Linked DNA regions of Mus musculus: all the other regions are linked to region 2. A link is a contact called in public HiChIP or PLAC-seq data. All regions are on one chromosome and are shown on one strand. The core of a region is the stretch at or near the end of the contact, and the rest is flanking DNA. Distances in the headings are between cores, read along the strand shown. Region 1 overlaps Anxa3 (annexin A3). Region 2 overlaps Bmp2k (BMP2 inducible kinase). Region 3 has its middle 23 kb from the start of Gm33100.

Region 1 (3,480 bases), core at 599-3,098, 210 kb after region 2:
TGAACTAAGAGTCCTGGCTCTTGAGCAGATGCACAGGGCAACTCTACCACACTCAGGGTAAAGCCAAAGATCTGTGAGTGGTGCTCAGGGGTGGAACCGGAGCACAGCGTGACTGTCTCTGTGGCCCTCTGTGTTCATGGATGGTACCTGTTCATACGCTGCTTGGTACTGCTTGACAATCAGCTGTCGCTGCGCGTTCGACCGCTCCGTCAGAATGTTGATGAGGGTTTTCTCGTCAGTCCCTAAATGAGAACAAAGTTATTTTATGAGCCAAGGATTCTCCTTATCTGTTTCAAACAACAGATTCAGGGGGCCAAAACAAGTTCAGTCAGGAAAGCTTTTTAAGTTTTAAGTTTCCAGCTTCTTGCTGGGTTAGAATCTGAGTGTTTGCAGTTTGTTTGTTTGTTTGATTGGTTTGTTTGTTTGTTTGTTTGTTTTTTGAAAAGGAAGTTTATTTAGGTGATTTGAGGGCTGGAAAAATAAAACCCAGTCAAGTCAATCCATGTCTACTCTTTCCTATGCAGACGGAAAGGAACATGAAGAACTGTGCTGAGACAATTAAATGTTCATTAGAGATCAAATAGGTGGATATCTCTAAGTGCTCCTCCCATATGTCAACCCCTTGTAGACTGATGATCAAGTAAACAGGAAAAAAGCAGGACTTCTAAACCTGGGAGGGAAATGCAGAAGGGCTTTATGACTTTACGATTAAAATGGTACAGTAGATGTGAATCCTAGGGAAAATATTACTAAGCTTGTTTTTGTTAATGTTAAAACTGGGTGATAGTGTTAAAATGTTAGCATGATACTTTCCTGTGGCAGGGGTAGGGTGGGGGAGGGGAGATGCAAACATTGTCCAGGAGATGGACTAAGCGGAGGAGGATGTTTCTGTGGCTTGAGATTTTACTTAGAAAAGTTTATCTCCAGGCCCAAGAGTACTACTAATTTTGATAATCACGCCAGAGAGCGATTTGGCAAAATTTCTAGTTTAAAAATAAGAATTCTGGCCATCTCCACCCAGAACTCACAACTCCTGTCCTGTCCTAGAGAAATACTAGCAACTGTGCACAGTGAAGTCTAAGCGGGAGCATTCACCAAGGACTTTTGCACTGTAATAGAAAAGAGTTATAGGCAATTTGAATGTTTCATCAACATTTCCAGTTTATGATATAATATACAATAGACTACTGTGAAGTTAAAATTAATGACCCAGAGCCAAACTTATCAACATGAATAAATCTCAAAAACATTACGTTAAGAGGTAAAAACAGGGGCTGGTGAGATGGCTCAGGGGGTAAGAGCACCCGACTGCTCTTCCAAAGGTCCGAAGTTCAAATCCCAGCAACCACATGATGGCTCACAACCACCTGTAACAGAGATCTGATGCCCTCTTCTGGTGCGTCTGAAGACAGCTACAGTGTACTTACATATAATAAATAAATAAATAAATAAATAAATAAATAAATAAATAAATAAATCTTAAAAAAAAAAAAAAGAGGTAAAAACAGTCGGTCAAAGAACGGATGGTGCACTTCTCTGGTTTTACCGGTTGAAACTATAGAAACTAGTACGTACTTAGGCATGTAGCTGTGGTACTGGAAGTGTAAAGTCTAATTTAGAAAGATGATTTTCTCTAGGTAATGGGGTGAAATAGAACCTGGGAAGACTGTTCTGGACCGAATCCATCATGGTTTGTGATCATGATGGTGATAAGCAGTTGAAGGAGCTGTTGTGGTGCTGGTAGGATTTAATCGAGCAAACATTACAAATGCTTTATGTACTGAGAGACTCAGCTCTCATGCTCTTCTTCATTGCTTCACACTTTAAAATATCCCCTGACAACTTCTCTAATTCAGGATCCAAATTGGGCCAACCGGCTTTTTAGACAGGAACTTTCCTGGCTGGTCTTACCAGCCATACAGGAGGAGCTGAAAAGCTCCACTCACCAAGTCCTCTGATCGCTTTCCGGATAGCTTCGGCATCCACCGACGGGCTAAAGCCTGGATAATCTTTTATGGTTCCTCGAGGTCCAACCTAGAAGGAAAGTTCTGCTAGTTCAAAGCCACATTTTTATTTATACTAGAGTTACGTATAGACTAAATGTGTATCTCACATGGTCATTGATGAAATTGTATAAAGGCGTTTATGTTTTTTTTTTTTTTTAATTCCACTGCCTTCTGTCGACTCTGTGTGTGACTAAATGAGGGCTCACTGAACCAGGCTTGCATACAGCCCACAGGCAGCATGCTCAGAGGATCCTGTCTGAGCTCAGTGCACTGGCACAGTTCCAGAAAGGATCCCTGAGGCTCTGAATTTGCATACTAAATACCTGGAGCAAAAGCTTTTTAAGTTGTTAGGAGCACAGAGCAGAACTTCCAAGCCCTCTGGAAAAGCAGCAAGTGCTCTTAACTGCTGAGCCATCTTCCCAGTCCAGTAGGGCATAAGCATGGGCGAGACCTGTGGCAGCCCGGGTTCTTGCTGTTCCTGGCATAGTGCAAGATCTCCCATCCCTAGACATACTTGTACTACACGTAGAAAGAGGCCCCCAAGGTGGGACAAACTGCACATATAAAACATTGTTCCTCTAGGGCAATGAGCTGTTTCAACATCAGAGACTCTGAAGACTGCAGGATTTAAAGTTCCTACATATAGATATAAAATATAAGAAAACTTAAATTCTCTTCATCCACCGTATTCCCCAGTGAGGCTTCTGAGTAAGCTGCCAATCACATCTCACATTGAGGATGTGAGCAGCTGTGGACTGGAGATGCTGGGATGTGTAAACTGATGTTGACCACTGTGCTTGGGGAACCCTACTCTAAAGAATTAATAAACAAAAATGCTATCAAGACTGTTGTCTTTTATGTTCTGCTTGATGGACATGTGATGGTTGCCCCAAGATTCTTGTCTGAGAACTCTGCTGACATCTTGGAGCTTCAAGAATAGCATAGAGTATATATTTTTTTAAATAGCTACATTACTAATTTTAAGCACTTAAATTAGAAACACGACAGTGAGCTAAGAAAGACCATATTGCAAAAGAATAAAATATTCTGAAATTGCTGAAGAACTACATGACAGCCAAAAGGATGCTGAAGATCTTCAAAGTCACCATGTCCTCATATAGTATATTCTGACCTTTCAAATAAAAATCTGCACCAATCCCAGTAACATCTGACATTCTCTTTTTAAACGGGGACTTTCTACCCTGTTATTGAATGGTATTGATGGTGTTGTTGTGAATTAATATGGTCACATCTACGCTCTTCTGAAGTGTCTATTTTCATGAAAGGACATTATCTTGTCACATTAAAGTGAATGGAAAATTAATGTACTGGCACGGTAGAGACGAGAGTCTGCTGACTCAATAGATGAGATGGAACAATTTGTTTCAATGTTGTCAAACATTGTTTAAAGCACTCCAAAGGAAAAAATGAAAACTAACAAGCTAGAATGTGCCAGGTCTAAAGACAATGGAAG
Region 2 (3,024 bases), core at 337-2,836:
GAACTCAAGTGAGAGACAGTAAATGCTTTCTTTACCTACTCCAGTTACTGAGACATTCTCTTTACTGCATCTGAGAAAGTAGTTCATTTGAAATACATAGATAGTGCTATTAAAAAATCAATTATTTTATCAAATCTAAGATAAGAGTCTCACATTCATTTAAGACTCCTTTCTGGTATAGAACATTCTGTAACATGTTTTTCTTATAGGCATGTTGATTTTGTTAAAACGTTAAAGGCATGACTGTTAAACTTGTGCTATTATTGGAAAATATGAGACACTCTAGATGTTTTCAAAATGCACAAGAGAATCTGCAAGGGATACAGACCTGACAGGAGAATAAGGGTACACTGGCCTAAGTACATGTGTCAGTGAAAGCGACTGCTGACTTTATTAACCCAGAGTCACTTCCCTTCTTAGATCTACACTCTAGAGAAAAACCTCGCTCTCTCAGGGTTCTTGTATGAAACAATTTATGTAACACTGAACTGAGGTGTTCCCTCCCCTCTCCCCACTATTCGCACACACAAGATCATAAAATTAAATGATGATAGGCTTTGGTAGATAATTCTACCTAGGTTTTACAAGCTATTACACAAACACATGAGTTTCGTTTGTTTGCTTGTTCTAACGAGTGTTCCCATGCATGTATGAGCTAGCTCTTCATTGGTAGTAGAAAGGACCATGGCGAACACTGTAAGCTGCTCACACTGCTACAGTGAAAACAGAGGCTGGTTAAAGAGAAGACAGAGTTGCAACAGCAGCATCTGACACACTGAGGTGACGAATCAGAGGCTTGGAATTGAGTATGACGTAATCAAGTTGGACAGGTGAGAAGTGGCCAGGGCTCTGGGCCACTGGCAGCTGGACAGATGGCCACCACAAAGCCCTAGAGGCACATAAGGTGCAAGTGTCTGTGCTGGCAGCTTTATGTCAAGTTGACACAGCTACAGTCATCACAGAAGAGGACGCCTCAATTGAGACAATGACTCCATAAGATCAGGCTTCGGGTAAGCTTGTAGACATTTTCTTAACTAGTGATCGATAGGGGAGAGCCCAGCCCAGTTGTGGGTGGTGCCATACTTGGGCTGGTGGTCCTGGATTCTATAAGAAAGCAAGCTGTACAAATCATGAGGAGCAAGCCAGTAAGCAGCCCCGCTCCATGGCCTCTGCTTCAGCTCCTGCCTCCAAGGTTCCTGCTCTGTTTTGAGTTCCTGTCCTGCCTTCCTTCAATGATGGACTATGATGTGAAAACCTAACTTAAATACTTTCCTACCCAAGTTGCTTTTGATCATGGTGTTTCATCACCACACTAACCCTAGCTAAGATAGTGTCCTTCTCTTCTAAGTTCTAAGACCACTTCTAACAAGAAGCTTCCACCTAAGAGACCACGTTAGACCACCTCTAGACAGGAAGCTAAATATGGGGTAACCAAGAGAACTACATGGTGGTGGCTGGGAGAGAGGCGACACTGCACCATCGAGGAGCAACATGCCTAGTCACATGAGCGTGAGAGCAACGAGACAGTCTAAGGCACAACCTTGAGATACAAGGCTGGAAATCCAAATGTTGCCCAAGTGACTCACAGCACAAAGTCAAGGTCAGGAGCAACAAAGCTTGAGTCAGAGAAGGACAGAGGCAGCTTCAGCCACCCCGAATTGGGCAGAGGACACAGAAACAAGGCACATGCACAGCCATCTCCCTGACTGGGCTAAGTAAAGGGACACACAGAGCACAGAGCATGCAGCCTTCTCTTGGTTCAGTCCCTGTTAGCCCAGAGAGTTAACTAATCCCAACAGAGCTTGCCTCCACTCTTGTCCAGTTTTCCCACAAAAACCTTAAACAGAGCAGTTCAGTAGCCTTTTCCTCTCTTGGAAACTCCTCAATCTCTCAGGAGTCTCTCTCTTTTCTTTAGCTTCTCACTATGTCTCAATCTCTCGGTGTTCTATAAACAAAGCTTGCTTCCACTTTGCATATTCTCACCAGAGTTGGCATTTTTAAATTTTCATTGGCATAATACAACATGGAGCCACTATCTCAGGACGACCTTTGGTGACCACTGAGTATCCAGCACCATAAGGCTATGGTTCAAGCAGAACTAGGCAAAGGGTCCCATCATACTGAAAAGCCCTCAACCATATGTGTCTTAGGGTCAGCCTTCTTCCACAACCACCATTAACAGAATGATACCACAGCAGCCGCAAAAGCACGCTGGCACCTATCGAGCCACCCTGCAGGATTTAACGAGTAGCTATTCTATTACTATACCATATATGCACATATAATCCATCACATAACAAAAGCCATTCAGGTGACCTGTGTCTTGGGGAGTGTGGTTGTTTGTTGTTATTTCTGATGATGTTGCATTAAATGCCCTCCTGTTGCTGTACTTCTTTCTGGGATAGCTCAGTTCTAACTGGTTTTGGTTTTGTTTGTTTCTTGGTACTGGGAAGTGAAACACAACATTCCTAAGGGCTGGAACTTTTGTTTCTACAGAAAAGCTCCCCAAGCTAAGTCAGTAAAGGGAAAACAGACTTCAAATTCAAATTCAATGCTTTCAACAACTAGCTAAAATGTCAAAGAAACTTCTAGTTGCAAGCAACTCAGCCAGGTTTCTTTCACCCTCAGGAGACCTCCACAGCACTGAAAGTGTTGTGAATTTGACAGGAAATGCCTCTCAGTTTGCTATTTGTCTCTGAGAGCCACCAGCCCTCACTTTAAGCATCTTTACCTGAGTTTGTGGGCCTCTGCCATGGATCAACTGCATGTCCTTGGGATCTCTCTCTCTCCCTAAGACTTTTCCTTTCCTTTCAATCAGTAGAAGTTCTCCTCAATGTAAAAACAATTCTTTTCTCCTGGTTGTTTGTTTCAGCAATATTTGGTCTAAGCAATTCCTTTCAATTCTAACAGGATCCACCCATAGTTGGGATAAGCCCCAGAGTACTCCCCTCATATCAAACAGCAAATTATGTTCTGGTGATTATGTTCCGGTGGCTTGATTACAAATTATTAAACTGAAACGGA
Region 3 (3,162 bases), core at 144-2,643, 170 kb after region 2:
GTTTGGCTGGCTTGGGTTGAAGTCTGGCATTTCCTTTTCAAGCATACTGCAGCTATTGCCCAGACTGCCTCAGACCCACCAGCCACCCAGTAATGGCACAGAGACAATTATTATTTATGATAGCTCAGGCCTTAGCTCAGGCTATTTCCCAACTAGCTTGTATAACTTAATTAACCCATTTATTCGGATCTAAATTCTGCCATGTGGCTCATTAGTTACTTCTCCTTCAGTTCCAGCACCTTCCCGTGTGTGTGTGTGTGTGTGTGTGTGTGTGTGTGTGTGTGTGTGTGTGTGTTTCCAGAATTCCCATCTCTACCCGGAAGTTACAACTTTCCTCTCCTGCTTTGCTATAGGCTGCTCTACCATTTAGTAAACCAGTCAGAAGGCGATGGAGAAGATGTTTACATAACACAGAGATAGGTGATATGTCATAAAAATAACAATATAAAGCCTTCCGGTGTTCAAATCTCTGCCCATACAGAATCAGCACTTGAATAATACAAAGGTAACCTTGACACAGTGCACACAAGATTAGCCCAACACACAGCAGCCATTTAACATTAGTGCTATTGGGTAACTGCCCTTCTTTGAAACTCTCCCTCTTTGACATTGAAAAGGTGATGGAAGAACACGCAGACTGTAGTCTCTAAGCAGGGCTACTCATGGCGGAGAAGATGTCATCAGGAAAGACTTACTTTAACTGGAAGAAACAACAGAGCAGCAAAGTGACTTAAGTACAAAGTCACCAATCTCACTTGGTTCTCAGGGACTAGAGGAGATGTTGAGAGAGTGAGTGGGAGGGTCTGAGTCTACTCACTAACTGGGTAGTTTTGAAAAGAAATTTGGGGGTACTTTCCGTGCTTCATAAAGCAAGGCTTGCAGGAGGGGAATTACCAGGAGGTCAACTTTTATCTTCTCTCAGAATTGCAAACTCAAGAGAACTTCACAGCATCCTACATCCCCCAAATGAATGAGTACAAGCCATTGTAAGTTTTCCAAATGGAGCCAGAGAACAATGGCTAGCACTTATGGAGCACTTTACAGGGTGAAGGCACTGGGTCAAGTGTGCAGCTACACTGACTTACCAGAACCACACAGCTATCTGCAACAATAGAAACCTGTGCTGTCCTGGCTTGAGCGTGAATCTGTTGTCCAGTCCGGTAATCATGAAACTATACGTGTTTGATTCCCTTTATGAAAGAGATATTTCCCCAAAGACGTCCCCCAAAGATTTAGAGATATTTTACTGAGAGACTAAAATAAATTGTATTTATTTTTTTTCTTCAGTTGTTTGCTGAACACTTCCTGCTGATTTACATAGTACTAGGAACTAAACTCCAGGGCTTCTGCTCACCAGACAGCGACTTTACCCACTGAGTCATGTCCCCAGACTACTAAGTAAGGTTTCTGAAACCTCTTGCACATCATGTTCCCCTATCCCACTCATGTCTTTGCCCTCGCGCTCCACCCTTGTAACCTCTTCCCTAAAGAAAATAAAAAATAAAAGTAAAAAATCAAACCAACCAACCAACCAACCAACCAAAAAAACAAAACATCTGTCGTGTGTCACTGTGTGTCACACAGTGTATCCTTCTGTCACACATCTTTACTTGCAAATGTTTATGGCAATGAATCATTAGTCTGGTTTGAGGCTTCTGGCTTCTGTTACACTATCAATACTGGGTCTTCACCCCTCTCAGATATCCTGTTGTTGTCCTGTATCATGGAGATGCTCTAGCTTTGCCTCTGCTGGTCCAGCCCTTTCACATGCTCTAGCAGATCATAGATGGGGTAGATGTTGGGGTAGGACAACTCAAAGCCCTATTTGGTTCTGGATCTGGGCCTGGGAGGTAGATGATTTGGTTAGTCTTCCTAGGCCCATACCATTGGGGCAAGCTCTCCAGTAGTTCCCAGGCTAGCTCACTTAATGCTGCATTCAGCGAGGGGCAGGGTCAAATCTCCTGCTCTCATGTTCTTGGGCCTGGCTCATCTGCACCCCTGCCACCAGAGTCAGCTGTACTGTGCTGCTCTGGCAAGGTGTAGAGCCCACACTCCTTAGTGCTACAATCAGTGAGGGGCAGAGACAGCTCTTCTGCTCTCATAACCTCAGGGCCAAGGCTGGAAAGAGGTAAGGAAGGGGAGAACATCTCCCACAAGGTATAGAGCCAGCCAGCGCTTGCATGCCCAAGGGACATCAACACAGACCCATGATGCCCTAGGACCATGAACCCAGACATGATCCCTAGCAACAACCTGGGCCTGGATGTCCCATGGCCTCAGGTGATGCGCTATTCAGATCAGTACATCATCCCCTTCACCCCCATGCCAGCACACCCTCAGACATCCACATGGTTTTCACCTTTGGTGGTAACTCAGGCCACAGACAATGACACAGACCCTAGCTGCATCATGAATCCAGACATGGCCTTTTGTGGCAGAGACCTGGGCTAAGACCATGTGGAGACCACCATGGCCTCCTCATCTTGCTGCTGTTCAGTCTCCAGTTCCATATTTCTCCATAGTATACAAACCCCTTGGCTTTGCTTTTTCCTCTATCTCACCACCACAAACTCCATCTTCCCATCTCTCCATCACACATTCATTTGTGGTAGTGATGCCCTAGGTAGTTGCTTAGGTATCTTTCTTCTGGCCACCTCAGGTTAGTATGGCAGGGCAAATGATTTTATGTCTTTCTCCACTAATTGAATTTTATTGAGTTAACTTTCTAATACTCTTCATGTCATTAAATATTCATAACTCTTTTGGGTAAGGACTTACTTGTAGCTGAAGTATCAGGTTGCAAAGAGAGGAGTATTTGCCAATTACATACTGATTTACATACACGTTGTTGTAGTTAAGTAGAAAGCCAAGATCTGAGCCCAGACTGATCTGATTCCAAACCCAATGCATTCAAGACAATTCAGATGCAGAAATTGGAGGCTATCAACATGGCATGCAAATGATATGAAAATGGACAGCAGAAAATATACAGAAGTAAATTCTGGATCACATTACCCTAAACATTTCCTTCAAAAGCACGAGTAGGTTCTTTGAGAACCTTCTATCCAGTATCTTCATTTGCCATTTTTGAAGCACCTAATCTCCAGACCAAGTATATTCTTGATCTAGAGTCTCCTGCCTTCTAACGTTCACCATATTACA

Evidence for each region. HiChIP or PLAC-seq counts read pairs in DNA pulled down with a chosen protein or histone mark.
Region 1: an H3K27ac HiChIP or PLAC-seq map of microglia shows a contact between it and region 2, with 4 times the contacts expected there. The contact joins two enhancer-like sites. A contact is called at or near these places in 2 of 484 Hi-C or Micro-C datasets (bone marrow-derived macrophages and granulosa cells), 2 of 115 datasets of contacts at active chromatin or transcription factors (epiblast stem cells and microglia) and 2 of 9 other capture datasets (adipose tissue and liver).
Region 3: a contact with region 2 is called in an H3K27ac HiChIP or PLAC-seq map of microglia, with 4 times the contacts expected there. The contact joins two enhancer-like sites. A contact is called at or near these places in 7 of 484 Hi-C or Micro-C datasets (the G1E-ER4 cell line, Sertoli cells, bone marrow-derived macrophages and 3 more), 6 of 115 datasets of contacts at active chromatin or transcription factors (Th17 cells, cardiomyocytes, double positive thymocytes and 3 more) and 2 of 9 other capture datasets (adipose tissue and liver).

Annotation. Positions count from the first base shown.
Region 1 is chr5:96,809,604-96,813,083 of GRCm38.p6, reverse strand. It overlaps Anxa3 (annexin A3), which reads right to left. Exons shown (of 13, transcript NM_013470.2): 3 at 1,947-2,034; 4 at 148-242. Among named protein-coding and RNA genes, the nearest start is that of Anxa3, 18 kb to the right of the region's middle. Within about 2 kb of position 1,848, at least 6 of the 459 cell types and tissues checked have an H3K27ac peak or open chromatin away from gene starts, as enhancers often do. A contact at or near this core is called in microglia, where this site is marked.
Region 2 is chr5:97,023,608-97,026,631 of GRCm38.p6, reverse strand. All of the region lies in intron 1 of Bmp2k (BMP2 inducible kinase), which reads right to left. Among named protein-coding and RNA genes, the nearest start is that of Bmp2k, 27 kb to the right of the region's middle. Within about 2 kb of position 1,586, at least 40 of the 459 cell types and tissues checked have an H3K27ac peak or open chromatin away from gene starts, as enhancers often do. A contact at or near this core is called in microglia, where this site is marked.
Region 3 is chr5:96,855,017-96,858,178 of GRCm38.p6, reverse strand. No RefSeq gene overlaps it. Among named protein-coding and RNA genes, the nearest start is that of Gm33100, 23 kb to the left of the region's middle. Within about 2 kb of position 1,393, at least 20 of the 459 cell types and tissues checked have an H3K27ac peak or open chromatin away from gene starts, as enhancers often do. A contact at or near this core is called in microglia, where this site is marked.